Linked DNA regions of Drosophila melanogaster: region 1 is linked to region 2. A link is a contact called in public Hi-C data. All regions are on one chromosome and are shown on one strand. The core of a region is the stretch at or near the end of the contact, and the rest is flanking DNA. Distances in the headings are between cores, read along the strand shown.

Region 1 (6,726 bases), core at 2,521-5,020, 100 kb after region 2:
CAACTCGAACAACTCCAACAGCAAAGTTGAGCCGCAGCAGAGTATTTATCTATCGTTTAGTCATCTCATTTTATTTGATTTTCTTTTCGCACATGGGCGATTGTGCGAGTGAATGGCCGGCCCAGCGGCATACTACTACAGTACGGCATACGAAGATCTTCAAGAGCCATACATTTCCACAAACACCCATGCATTTTCACCAAAGACAACGTCCTTGCTTCAGTTAACAACATGCCAGCCGAGCAGCGACAACGACAACGACAACTACAACGTTGTTGGCAAAATGACGCTGCAAAACTTGTTGTCGTCGCGTTTTTTTTTTTTTTTTTTTTTTTCAACGATATTGTTGTATGGTACTCGCAAACGGTGTAGTGTGGTTTGGTATGGTGTGGTATGCCTCGTTTGCTGGGTTAGTTACCCCCAGCGCAATGGCAATGAACCAGAGAACCATTGACCGACCGGAGAAAGACAGACGATGCCGATCCGCTGCTCTGCAACTTGCAACACGAAGTCCGCGAAGCGATCGTTTCCAGTTTGGCGAGTTCGGAGCTGCAGAGAAACTGGTTCTTTCGCAGTCAACACACAATTTGCAACACGACGACCGCAGACGCAAAGTGCAATGATCGCAACGAGGCTGCAGATCGAGTGGCTTTGCCAAGTGGAGGCGGCCAAAGTGAATGCCGGATTCAGTGGGCAGTGGCGATGACGTTGGTGGGACAATCAAACAAACAAACCAACAACAAAAAAGTGTGCGATGGAGGGGGGGGGGAGGGTGAATAAAATGCGTCACTCGTGGCGTGGGATTCTGTGTGTTTTTACAGTCAGACAAGCCTTTAAGTAGTCAAATATGGAAAATGGAGATCGCCGCAGGCAATTCAAAAAGTTAGGAAGGAGAAAGGAAATGGCCAGGCTTTGGTGGAAAGTGTGGGAGATATTCGAAATCAATTTTTAATGACATATACATCTATAAATCCTTATCTATATTTACATTTATATTTAACACATCTGTATTATTTAAAAAATATTGTTTTCTATTTTAAAGACCGCCTTGCGCACTAAGCTTAACAAACTTCGAAATATTAGAATAGATAGAAGAGACTTCCACTTTTATAAAATTTGTGAATTTGAACTTGCTTCTCGTATCTCTAAATATTCGACTTACAAATATCATTGCCTAACCCAATCGCTTTTAGCTTGGAGTTGCGATCACTTCTTAGACTTCCAAATCTACATAAGCCAACTGATGTTAAAAGACAAATATGGATATCTTCTTGCCAGATCAGCAGTTTGCTAGCTCGGTCGGTCAGTCAGTCACTCAGTCCCAGGGAGCAGAAAATGCTTTTGGCCAACTCAGCTCGACGGAATCATAAGCCAAACCAGAAAAGCGAAAACCGGGCAGAAAAGAAACCGCCCAACAGAAAAGTCTGTACCAAGTGCTATACATCCCTCTCTATACTTCACATTGTGGCCGTCTCTTTCTGGACGGCTGTGGTCGTGCCGAAATTTGGCAATGAACTTGAAACACGTGTAAGAGGTATGAATAATTTGGCCAAGACAAAGAAACGAAGCAGTCAAAGAGAAGAGTGGCGGCCCAAAAGTCGCGGGAAGCCAAGCAAGGGGAAGAACGTCTTTTGTAACAATTTTGCATGATTTACGAAATTTCAGGGAGTCTCTTTCGGCCCCTTTTCTTTCTTTTTTTTCTCTGCTCGGGGTTTATTGTATTTTTAATTATTTTCGGCGTAATAACCTAGATTCGTGGCATCGACCGCCAGCAAGTCCGAGTCCCGAGTCCAATTGCGAGTCATTCGGTCATATAATTTCTACCTTTTCCCTTCATAATGGTTGTTTTTCTTCGGTTTTCTTTTTCTGGTCGATTCTAGCTGTTTTCTTTTGCGCTTTGCATTTTCACCAACGCCAAAATGTTCGTCATTTTCTTCTTTGATTTTTCCATTTTATTATTTTACTTTCCAGGGAATATTTAAGTGTTGTAGATCTCTATATAGGCAAAGAGTCATGCTGGCGAATTGAGTGCTTGTCAAATTATGCTTATATCTATAATAATTTAATTTGTACTTCATACTTCTAATTCTCGAAGTAGATGAAAAGGAAAGACTGCTCCAACTCTATTTCAAACCGAATGCAATGTATAATGTCTTGCAGCAATAGGATCATACAATCATACAACAGGTACCAATAAAAATATAAACGTATAAAGCCGGTTAAATTACGGCAATGCTATCGACTGACAGTTCATTCATCAACCGAGCCCACAAAGAACCTTTTGAGGGATACACGCCTACTGTCTTCTACCTGCCTCAAGACCCAGAACTGGGCAACCATAACCTAGCGCACTTAGAAAACAGGCTCGCACAGATCCCAGAAACTTCCCAATCAGAATAGAACGGTACCTGGCCCACAGGCACCTGTGGCATAAGAAATTAATGATTCCACCGACCACTCCTCGGATTCGTTGGCATACCAAATGAGTTCCTCGATTTACCACTAAAGGTTAGCACTTAGTTTCGGGGTTCGTATCACTCACCTGGAATGGAAAGAATCGAGAATATATGATGAGCCAAATTAGTTAACAAATGTCGAATGCTACAATGGAAGGGTAATCAAAAACACGCTCTTATCAAACTTATTCCAAGGTTTAACCCCCACTCCCGATTTTAGATCATTTCCGCGTTTTTTGTATGTTGCGATGTACATATGTATGTATATGTACATAGATATGTACATACATGTTTGTTGCTTCTGATTCGGTATAGGCGTATGACCGCACCAGGGGCAAAATAATATTGCCAAGTGCGCAAAAAGCCCTTGCTAGAGTTCAGCGAGCCCAGCTCCATATATGTATGTATATGTTCGTATATAGTACATATACATATGTAGAACAGGTAAAATATAACTAAACTTATCTTATCATTGAAATACACGTGAACGAAATAGATAAACATAATCGTTTGCATAGGGGTTAATATCGCGTATTTGGGCCCATGGGTGGGTAAATCGTAAATAGCTTACTATACTGTTGAAATTGAGATTAATAATAGCTCAGTTGAAAATTAATTTAGCGTTTACTTCAATAATAAAAATGTTTATATGCATATAAGATTTGGCAAATTTATAAGATTGTTTCGTGAATTATATGTTTTGTATGATTAAACGAAAGCCCCTTATATTTTAAATTATTAGAAATAGTTAAATGGATATCTTGTCAAAAGTGTTTGTGCCCCAAATAAACACGTTTCCGACAGGAGGACAAATCGCCAGCATCGAAGGTTAAGTCGAATGGACTCCGACAGATGGCGCTGCGGGGGCAAATAGCTAATCGTGTGTCCATGAGATACAATTCCTTATTTTTAGCCACTCAGATACAAATTGCGTTTGTGCGTTTGCCGAGTTCACTCCACTAGAGAAAACAATGAAAATATTTAGACGGACAAAGTTCTGCCTCCAAGTGCGAGTACAACAATTGTTTCGGGCAGCCCAAATAACATTTATGTAGCTCTCTATTTTAAAATGCGTGTGCGGGTATTTTTTTTTGTACATATGTATGTATGCGTGATGGTCTCATTTTCGGTGTACATACACAGAAAATTATTTCGAAGTTCAAGGTCAGTAAACTTGCTACGCACACGCACAATGGGAAACGAAATAAAATAAAATAAAATGAAACGAATCGAAAAACACGAAGTGCGGGCAGCACCCGAACACTAATACAATCGCCAAATTATCTCTCTCCTCCTCACTAACACACTCAAATAGCGCTCTCGATCGCTCTCTTTGCGGTTTAATGAAACTAGAACGATTTTCGAATGAGCTGCTCTGAGGAAGCGAGATGGAAATGGAAAGGAAGACAGAGAGGAAAGGAGACGGAGAGTCCAAGACGGGGATCAAATGGAAAGGAAGGTAAGAAACCCAAGCTCCACATCCCAAAAAAGATACATATTTGTGGAATGATCTACATACGAAACATCATCACCCTTTCATAAAAGTTGTGTAATAGAAATTGTAGCATTAGATATTTCTCGAATAAATATAACTAATAAATTATTTATTCTTCTTATTAAAATAAATAATATGGAGTGTATTTAACATTAAATTATTTCTAATATATTAGTGGACTACATCTATCCTTTTTGTGTCCTGTGTATCCTTCACAAGCTTTGCACCCAAGCTGATAGGCCTCTGCAAGGGTATTGCGATCACTTGAGCATAGGAAATAGTTTGAAACGATTTGAAACTTGTGCGGGTGTTAAAACGATATCAACTTGATTTGTTTGAGGCCCGAAATTATCTCCGATGATCTTATGCGCGCGGAGAACCAGTTTCGACACTCGTTAATTAACGAAATAATCTGCTGGAAACTTGTTCAAACAAAACTTCTGTCGATGATCGAAGAGTAGAGGCAAAGGCCAAATAATAATTTGGCAACGACAAGGGTCAAAACTCGCTGGGAAGGTCAGATTTAAATGTTGGCTGGAATCGTTTCCTATCACGATCTCTTTCGCATTCTTTTCCAATTTCAATTTGAATTATTGCTATGTATATTATAATGTTTACTGGCACAAAAAAACGGAAAGTTGTTCATCGACTTTTTCTTTTTTCAGTTTCGGTTACTTCAATCCATTACTGATAGCATCTCTGTTCTCCAGAAAATAAGAAGTAACACTTGAAAACTATATAAATACCGAACCGAGTACACTATGTGTTCTTCTAAGGTGATGCTGAAATCAAAAGTTGAGATCGCAGTAAGAGCTCACATCCTCTTTTCTTTTTTTTTTTTTCTCCAGCTGTTGCTATCTTCGGTTATGCTATTTCGTTCTTTCTCTTTGCTACTTTCTTCGTCTTTCATTCAGTTATGTAACGTGGCCATGGCCTGCTTTCTTTATTTGGACAGCGTCTTGGGCAAGTGAAATAGGTTAATGGGCATCGGCATTTCACTGGGATTGTTTGTTTTGGTTTTTGAGGAAAGTAAGTTGGGAAAGTATGTTTTCAAGTGCATTTCGTGGTTATTTTTTTGGGATTCGTTTTGAGCTGTTTGGCGATTATCATACTAAAAAGTGTGATAATTATTCATAGAGTGTACGAGTTCTAAAAGAAGTGTGGGCTGGAGTAAAATCCATATGTGCCTCAATTAAAGTTCCTTTCAAAATTTGTGCAAAATGCTGGCGGATCTTGTTTTAGAATTTGTTAGGCTTTCAGTTCTAATGATAGTTGTTAGATGTTTTATTGCTAATTATGCGAGTGCGTGTGCTTTGCCATGATTAATACGATTAGGAGGGTCTGAACTGATGACTGGTGATGTCATTTCGCCAAACGCTTTGGAGTTAAAAGGTTCCAACTGGCAAAAGCCTATTAAAAATTATGAGAATTTTCGCAGAGTCACTTTTGAGGCTCGGTTCGGTCGAAGTTAGACAATCGTAATTCGCGTAATTAGGCGAGTTCAAGTAACTTTTGCTTGGTGCTTAGTTTTGGCCATGTCATGGCTCAGTTGCCAAGCGGCCAAAAGCGGCCCCACACCCCTCTTTCACGCTCAGCTGTGCGTTTGGCATATTCAAGTGTCAATTACAATTGCCTCAGGGGCGCAAACGAAAAAAAAATCACAGAATTTAAACGATTATACACAGCGCGAACGCAGGCAGCATTTAAAATGCGTAGAACGAACTTGAACTTCAGCACAAAAGAAGGAGGAAGTCGGCCCCAAATATCTACGAATTATCTACCTAGCGCGAAACCGAGAACATAATCTCTAAACGCAAAACCCAAGCAGAACCCAACCCAACTCGATTTCAAAGTCAAGGGCTAAGGGGCGAACGTGTTCAAAATGCTAAAATACCCTGCATGGATAGAGGTAACCAACGAAATATTGCCCTAGAAACCAGGTAGGGGGCTTTTGGGGGAGTTACGTGGCTCGTGGCACGTTGTTCGCCATTTTGTAGGAAGCTCCGAAAAAAAAAAACAGAAGAGAAATGAAAGACTATTGAGCAAACCGCTTTGGATCAACTCAAAATTTTATGCGGGCAACATTAACAAAAATAAAAAAAAGACAAAGAACCATAAGAAAAAGCATAGGGAGAAGAATACGCACCAAAAAACGAACAAGAAGAAGACACTGCAAAACCGAAAACCAAACTTTTTTGGCATAAAAAGAGAACTCACCAAATAATGAAAATGTCAATGTCCGAACAACCTTGAAAGAAGCCAAAGGAGAAAAGCTGCCACACGAAAAAGAGAGATATTCGGCGGGGGGAAAAGAGGGCGGAAGGAGAAAAGAGAAGGGTGGAAGGAGCGTATCGCATTGAGAATCACTTAAGTGTAAGGGCCCAAACTGAATTTGCAATGCGCATAAAGTTCCCAGCCAACCCTAAAAAAATTGAAAAAATCCAATCCAAGTAAAGGGTTTATGCATCACCTTCGATCAAGGCAATTAGAATTTGAGATCACTTTGACGGATCGCTACGCAATTGAATAGAAAAGTCTAGCATATATAAAAGAGATTGTAAAGATCAACAGGTATCTAAAGATCTATGAGGAAACTTAAACTATTTTCAAGGCAATCTTCAAATCTTTTTGTAGCTTACAAAAAATCGAACGCACCTATGTAATCATACAAATTTACCAAAAATTGGTGGTATGTGTTTTATATTGATTTATATTTAGTGAGATATTTATTGGCCCTTCGATAGTTATTTTTATATCGAACAAATTATTTTTATT
Region 2 (6,776 bases), core at 2,361-4,860:
GGTATCTGTGGACTGGAGTTCGATCGCCGGGACATTCCCATGAACAAGCTAGCGGTCACCACTTTGGAGGGCGGTCTCCTTGTCTTCGATATGAGAACCCAACATCCGACCAAGGGATTTAGTTACGTGGAGGAACGCAACGCCGGACGCAGCGTGGGAACAAATGGCGTGATCAGCGGACCCAAAGCCACCGTTTGGGTAGTTCGTCATCTGCCCCAGAATCGGGATCTCTTTCTCACGGGCGGCGGAACTGGTTCCATTCGCCTGTGGCAGTACGAGTATCCCGACAGGAGGGTCATTGATGACTCTGATGGAAACAAGTTGGGAGTTGCTGGAGCCCTTAATATGCTTAGTGCAGCCACTTTGAGCTCTCAGCCGGTTCACTGCTTTGACTGGCATCCAGACAAACTGGGCCTAGCCGTCTGTGGAGCATTCGATCAAAGCGTGCGCGTTTTAATTACCACCAAACTAAACACTTTTTAGATGGTGGACATCAAAAGAAACCCATTAAAGAAATGCTTCATACTTGTGATATTGGATGATGGGTTAATTCATAGGTTTATATTTTTATGAATACACTTTCATTGCACCTATTGCTAGACAATAAATCCTTAATGCGCAATAGCTTTTAAAATCAGAAAAACTGGATAATCTGCTTGAGCTGAATTATATTACAAATCAAAACTAGCTTACAAATATATATCAGCAATAAACTATTTCATGTACAATAAAAAATGACTCTTTTTATTTGTTTTGCAATTACAAAATAGTATAAAACCTTATATAGTGTATAACTAAGATCGAGACGCATTCATTCGTTCCTGGACAATTTTTGTCAGGTCTTCGATGCGTTTTTCCAGCTGCTCCACTTTTGCAGTCTGTTCTGCCGATACATCCACATTTATGGCTCTCTTCAAAGCATTCAGACAAGATGTTCCCGCCAGTCTGGCTGAATTTAGTTGAGAGGTAATCATTACCTCACTTTCCTCTTGAATGTGCTCTGTGATGGCCGCCACTGAGAGATCGCAGACCTCTAAACAAAGATCTAGGGCTTTTAAAGCGTGCTCCGACTTGGTTTCCCAGCCCAAATGCTTCGGTGTGTACGCACGATACGATTTTACCAGTTTCTCGGCCTTCTTCAGTGGCGTTTGGGCCACCAAGGCGGCCAGTTCCCACACAAGAGGCTCGTTACCATGTTGAATGCTCTGCTGTCCCAGAAGCTTTATGAGTCTTTTGATCAGAGCACTTGAGCCGGCGGGGTCCTCCTTGGAAACTCCGTAAACAATACGGGTTAGCACTTCCTGATCGAGGTAGTGCTGCTTTAGCTCCGCCATGCGCTGGTAAGCCCGCATGGCGTCGTCCCAGTGGGAAGTATCCACGGACACCAGCATGTAGTTCTCCCAAACCTTCCAGTTGCTGTAGTTGCACTTCAAGGCCTCACCAAGAACACGATGGGCCCGCTGTTTGTCACCCAATTTAATCAGGGCCTTGGCTAGGTTATTCCAGGATTCGAATCCATTGGGTTCCAGGTGGGTGTAAGCCAAATAATATTTAACAGCCGGCTCCCAGCGTTCCAGTTGGATTGCACAGTAGCCACAGCGCAAAAGAATCGCTTCCTGCAAGTTGTTAATCTCTAGCGAAATCTCGAAGTGATCCATTGCCTGGGCATAATCCGCACTCCTATAGAAATGGTTGCCCCAATAGGCTTGAGCTTTTCCACTTGTCTTTTTGGAATACAACCAAGCCTGCTCATAGAACGAAGGATCATCGATAGCATCGCCAAGGAGGCAGTACAGCAATGCCGTTGGCTTCTTCTCCAGTTCCTGCCTGATGATCTCCGCTGCCTTGTGACGGAGTTCCAGACTCGTGTAGCACTCGATCACCTGCTGCCAGGCGTGTATGCGAAGACAGATGTCCAGAGCTGTTTTGGTCATGCCCAAGGATCGCAGCAAGTCGACAAGCTGTAGCTGCACCTGCCACTTGGGACTCAAGTGGGCGGCGAAACCGTAGGAGAGTCGGGATCGCAGCGATAGCTCCTCCTCGGAGGTGTCAAGCAGTTTGACACACTCCTCGCATTGTTTCCAGCTGCGTTCGACTGTCCTTCTTTGATTCGATTCCTGAAGGCAGTTTAGAAGAAGGGCTGACTGCCGGACTTGGAATGGTCCGTGTTCCTGGTAAAGTAGGGTTTGTGTATACGGCTCCAGTTGTTCATCCGCCAGGCGATCCTTAGGCGTTGAGCGTTTCAATTGCTTTCTGTGTAAAGGAAAGATTTTAGTATATCAGAAAAATATTATGCACCATTAGCCATTCTTACACTTTGGCCAGCACCAGAGCTTGGAGAACACTGGGAAGCGTCATCACTTCGTTGTCCTTCAGTTCCACAAAGCGTATCCGCTCCAGTCGCGTGTCATCCTCCAGAAGAAGCAGTTTTGGCAATTTGGTCGTCTCATTTGTTTGGACGGCTGGAGGCAGAGGCTGCTGCTCGTTTAGATGCTCAACTTTGAGGCAGAGTTGTGGCAGGGCCTTCTGCTGGAATTTGGTGCGTACTCCTAGTAAACCCTCAACTTTTAGCTCCACCTGGAGATGCTTGCACAGTTCATCCAGTATTTGGGAGGCTATTTCAGAGCGATGAAACTGCAGGTAGCCATTGGCCAACTCCAGTAGTAGCAGGGATTGCAGTTCCCTGCTCTCAAACTGATTGAAATGAGCCTGAAGATGTCCAGCTGCTGACTTAAACTGCTCATACAGGGAGGCCGCCAAATCATCCAGCACATGTTGATGCAGGCAGATCAGACGCAATCGCCACCAAATCAGGACCTAAGTATATCGCTCATTAATAAACAGCAGTGCATTTCACTGAAGCCAACAAACCTTTGATTCTGGATGGTTTTCTAAAAGTCCCTCAAGGATTTCCCTGGCAATCAGTAGTAGTTCTACAGATTTTACATTTGGATTCAGTTCCTCGCCGCTGGCCTTCAGTTTCTCGAGTGCGTCGAGTTTCTCCAGCTCTAGTTCACTATGGATTTGTTGGTACTCTTCGAGTTTGTCAAAGGGCCCAGTAAAACTGTTTTGAACAAAAGCGAATATCAGCAGCAGGAAATCCTTGAGTTGTGAGGTGGGATTATCATTCGGATCTGGCTTGACATGCTCCTGCCAGCGTTGAAGGATCTCCCGGAGTTCATCTATTGTCCACAGTTTCTGGCGGGTCCACAATTGACGCAGTGTCTCATCCGCGGGCAGATCTATGGGCAGTTTTTATATCAGATATTACGGGCTATTATTATTATTTGTACCTTCAACTGTCACCGCATCGTTGAAATTGCATATATAATATTCACTGAATATATCGGCAACCATTATAAAAGCTTTTGATGAAATTGTTGTATATTTTGGATAAACAATCCACGTGCTTCACGTGTTTAAAAATACCGGCTTGATTTAAGGCAAAGTTACTACTTTATAAGAGAAACTTTACTTGGTTGGTACGTTAACGGTTTTTCTTGAATTAATTCAATCTTAATTTAATTGCTTAACAGTCATTTAAAGCGTGTTTCTAGAATGTTTTTAAATCGTGCAGATTGTTTATTAGTGATGGGAGTTCCCGAATGTTCCGCAAATAATCAGCTGATCCAAAATATCGCTACTAAAGGCGGAAAATTTAAAGGAAAATACCTCGTTTCTAATAACAAGCAGTCCCTCTCTACCATCTTAGTAAGCTAATTAAATAGTAGCAACTAAATATCCTTTCTGTCAATGAATACATTTTATGTCTATTGCGCGCAATCTAAAAACTTTCAACAAATGAAGTGAAGTGAAGAACTCTTCAAGGGTATTAAAATTCAGTATTATAAATACCAAATGACCTGCATAAAGCTAACCAACACTTTGTCTTGGCGGTAATTTCAAACGCATCTACAAATCAGCTAATCAAAAGAACAGACATTATTTTTAGCCTTACGTTACCTAAAATCGCCCTGCGCCGATTGGTGCTGCCTTCAATTTCGTGCAATTAGACGGATTTACATCATTGACCAAGTCGCGACGGCGCCAGTACGCAAGTTCATGTTTCATTAAATTGCTTTTTAAAATAGCTGCCCGCCTCACTTGAATATTTATATAAGTCACATGAAGCAAACTCGTGAAATGGACAAATTTATTTTTAAAGAATCTTTGTTATTATTGGGAGAGTGCAGGGGAATTACCGATGATAGAGCGCAGCTTTTTCTGCAATTGCCAGAACACACAATGACTAATACACTGGCGAAGATAGCTTCGAAAAGCTTGGTGGTATTTTATTTTTTACGTCTTAGCCGCCGCCGTAGCTTCTAAATTTAAATTTCACGGTCAAGGTCGTCGATTGCCGTCGCTATCGGAGAACGCGCTGAGTTGCCGAGGGGGTGGTGGTGCGGGTGGGGCATTGGCATCGAGCACAGCCCCCCCAAAAACGCAGTACAGTTGCCGGCGGAGAAACAAAAGAAATCGTATCTGGCAGATACTTTGTATATTCCGGCGAAACCCAATAGCACAAGATGCGATAAAGGGTATCAGTGCCATTTAATTGCGATGTGTGGGTCTATCTGCGAACACTTATCGTCGAATGGAATCTGCCAAACAAATCCGGTGGTAAGATAAGGATGGTATTTCCCGTTACCAACTCATTGGACCTAAATGCGGCTGTATTATTTTAATGGAATTTTAATTAGTTCTACAAACTAGATTACACCTTGTTATTAATTTTTTAAATTTAAGATAAATTCTTGAGTTTCAAATACTCACATTAATATGGATTGTTTGTGAATCATTATATCTTAGAAGTAGAACTAACTAAAAATGTATTAAGATACATATATGTTTTATGTTTCCTAACCTTCGTTAATTAGTTCCTGATTTTGTAATATCATACGTATGCAATAATTGTTTGTAAGCCCTCATTGCGCTTATAATATTGAACTTAAGAAAGTTCTAGACTAATTACTATAAACATTTTCAACTCATTTTATTTCAATTTTTAAAATTTTTTCTTTTTTAACTCTCAACAGGTCTAAGCTTTTTTAACGGCTAACTTCCATGTAACTCTTAAATTTTTTAAAATTTGAATTCCACCACATAATCAAAAGAGAAAAAAGCTTTTATTTCTCTTATTTAAAAAATACTCTTTTTGCCTGTAGTATCTCTTCGAGTTTCAAGTTTTCTGCTGAGCTTGGCTTAGTAGTCAGCATAAAAGATTTTGTCATTTTGGCGCGATTATTCCGCTCTCTCCCTCTTTATTGCAGTGCACTCTCTTTCACGCCTGCGTTGCATGGCCAAGTGCACAACGCATTCAAATGCACTCGAATCGAATCCGGTGAATTGAAGCCGGCACGCGGCTTCCAAGTGGACGTCATCATGACCCAAAACGGGCAGTTCGGTTTTATTTTTTTGTTTTTATCTCCAGTTGCTAGGCTGCAAGTTGCACGTCAGTCATGAATAATGCAGATACAAATGCCCTCACACAGGTACAAAAAAAAAATAAAGATGCAAACATTCACTGCAGATACGCAAATGACTAAAGTCCAAATCAAAACAATGGTGAATGAAATTCAATGAATCAATTGGGTTCTTAATAAGCAGACATACTATTGTTTTTTGTTAAACAAAATTATGAAGAATAATACATATATTTTGGTACATTATGTGCTTTATCATTTTCAGATACATACATTTTTATTTTAATCTGAGCTGATTGGAAAAAAACTTGAGCTCGTATCGCCTTAAAAATAAACAAAAGTATAAGATTTCACAATTAATTTATTTAGAATTTTTATTACATCTAGAATAACTCTATTATGTATTATAAATGTATATAAATTATTAATGTATTAATTTTTGCAAATAAAAAAAGTTTGTTTAAGATTTTTAATATTTCTTTTAGCCAAGTTCCTGTTCAAAACAAAAGAACATTTCCAACCTGTCTAGAAATAAATAATCCTTTAGTTTTTTATTTGTTTAACTGGTCCACATAAATAAATTAAAGTTCTAAGCTCAAAACATTTGTTCGCTGTCTCCATCTCTATTTATATTTATTTATATCTGTTTTGGTGGGTTTAATTGCATTTCGGTTAATTTATATTTTCTTATTTTGTTTTAGCCTTTTTAATGTTTCTATTTGCCTGTTTTGCTTGCAGCCCAGCCATTCAAGGTCGTTCGGGTTTTGTTTCAATATATTCGTATTTACTTTTTTTTCAGAGATGTATTTGTGTGCTTTTGTTATGGCAAATAAATGCAAATAAATATAATTTGTTAAAGCGTTCATTTTTACTTGTCGACCAGCGCTCGCCTGAAATAATTTAATTGCTATGACATAAAAGCCAGCCCCAGTTGCTCAAACATTTGGCTACTCGATTTGTGCGCCAGCTTTGTTCTCTGATTTTCCCCCCTCGTTTCATTCATCCGCGGAATCGATGTCAGTGGGTTTCCATGTCTCCGGCGCCGGCGCAACATTTTCAGCCTCAAATAAGTTTTCACTTTCGCGCCGCAACTTTCACGAAACTTTGTGCCCCATTCGCCGAGTGCCCCTTTTGCCCAAAGGCGGACTCAAAAGGCTGGCTTCGGGGTCAATAGTTTGTGCTAAATTTATTAAAATTTTTACTTTTTAAATGCTCATAAAATTTGTTAAATGCCCAATTAGGTTTTGACGAAGAAATTATTTACTGCATTCCAGCGTTTCCCATTTCGTTGTAGCTTTCGCTTGATGTAAATAATTGCATTTTCAACTGCTGCACTTTGCAGTTTAGTTA

Evidence for each region. A called contact is a pair of places that touch in the nucleus more often than the background predicts.
Region 1: a contact with region 2 is called in a Hi-C map of the Kc167 cell line, with 5 times the contacts expected there. A contact is called at or near these places in 7 of 107 Hi-C or Micro-C datasets (the Clone 8 cell line, the Kc167 cell line, the S2 cell line and 2 more) and 2 of 7 datasets of targeted methods (the Kc167 cell line and the S2 cell line).

Annotation. Positions count from the first base shown.
Region 1 is chr3L:18,012,986-18,019,711 of dm6, forward strand. The region is part of intron 3 of Eip75B (Ecdysone-induced protein 75B); the gene reads right to left. Among named protein-coding and RNA genes, the nearest start is that of lncRNA:CR45922, 22 kb to the right of the region's middle.
Region 2 is chr3L:17,908,955-17,915,730 of dm6, forward strand. CG5290 reads right to left here and starts at 3,611. Exons shown (of 4, transcript NM_140769.3): 1 at 3,294-3,611; 2 at 2,872-3,242; 3 at 2,315-2,817; 4 at 529-2,253. The coding sequence starts at 3,357. The coding sequence ends at 795. Wdr92 (WD repeat domain 92) reads left to right here. Exons shown (of 2, transcript NM_140768.2): 2 at 1-729. The coding sequence ends at 483.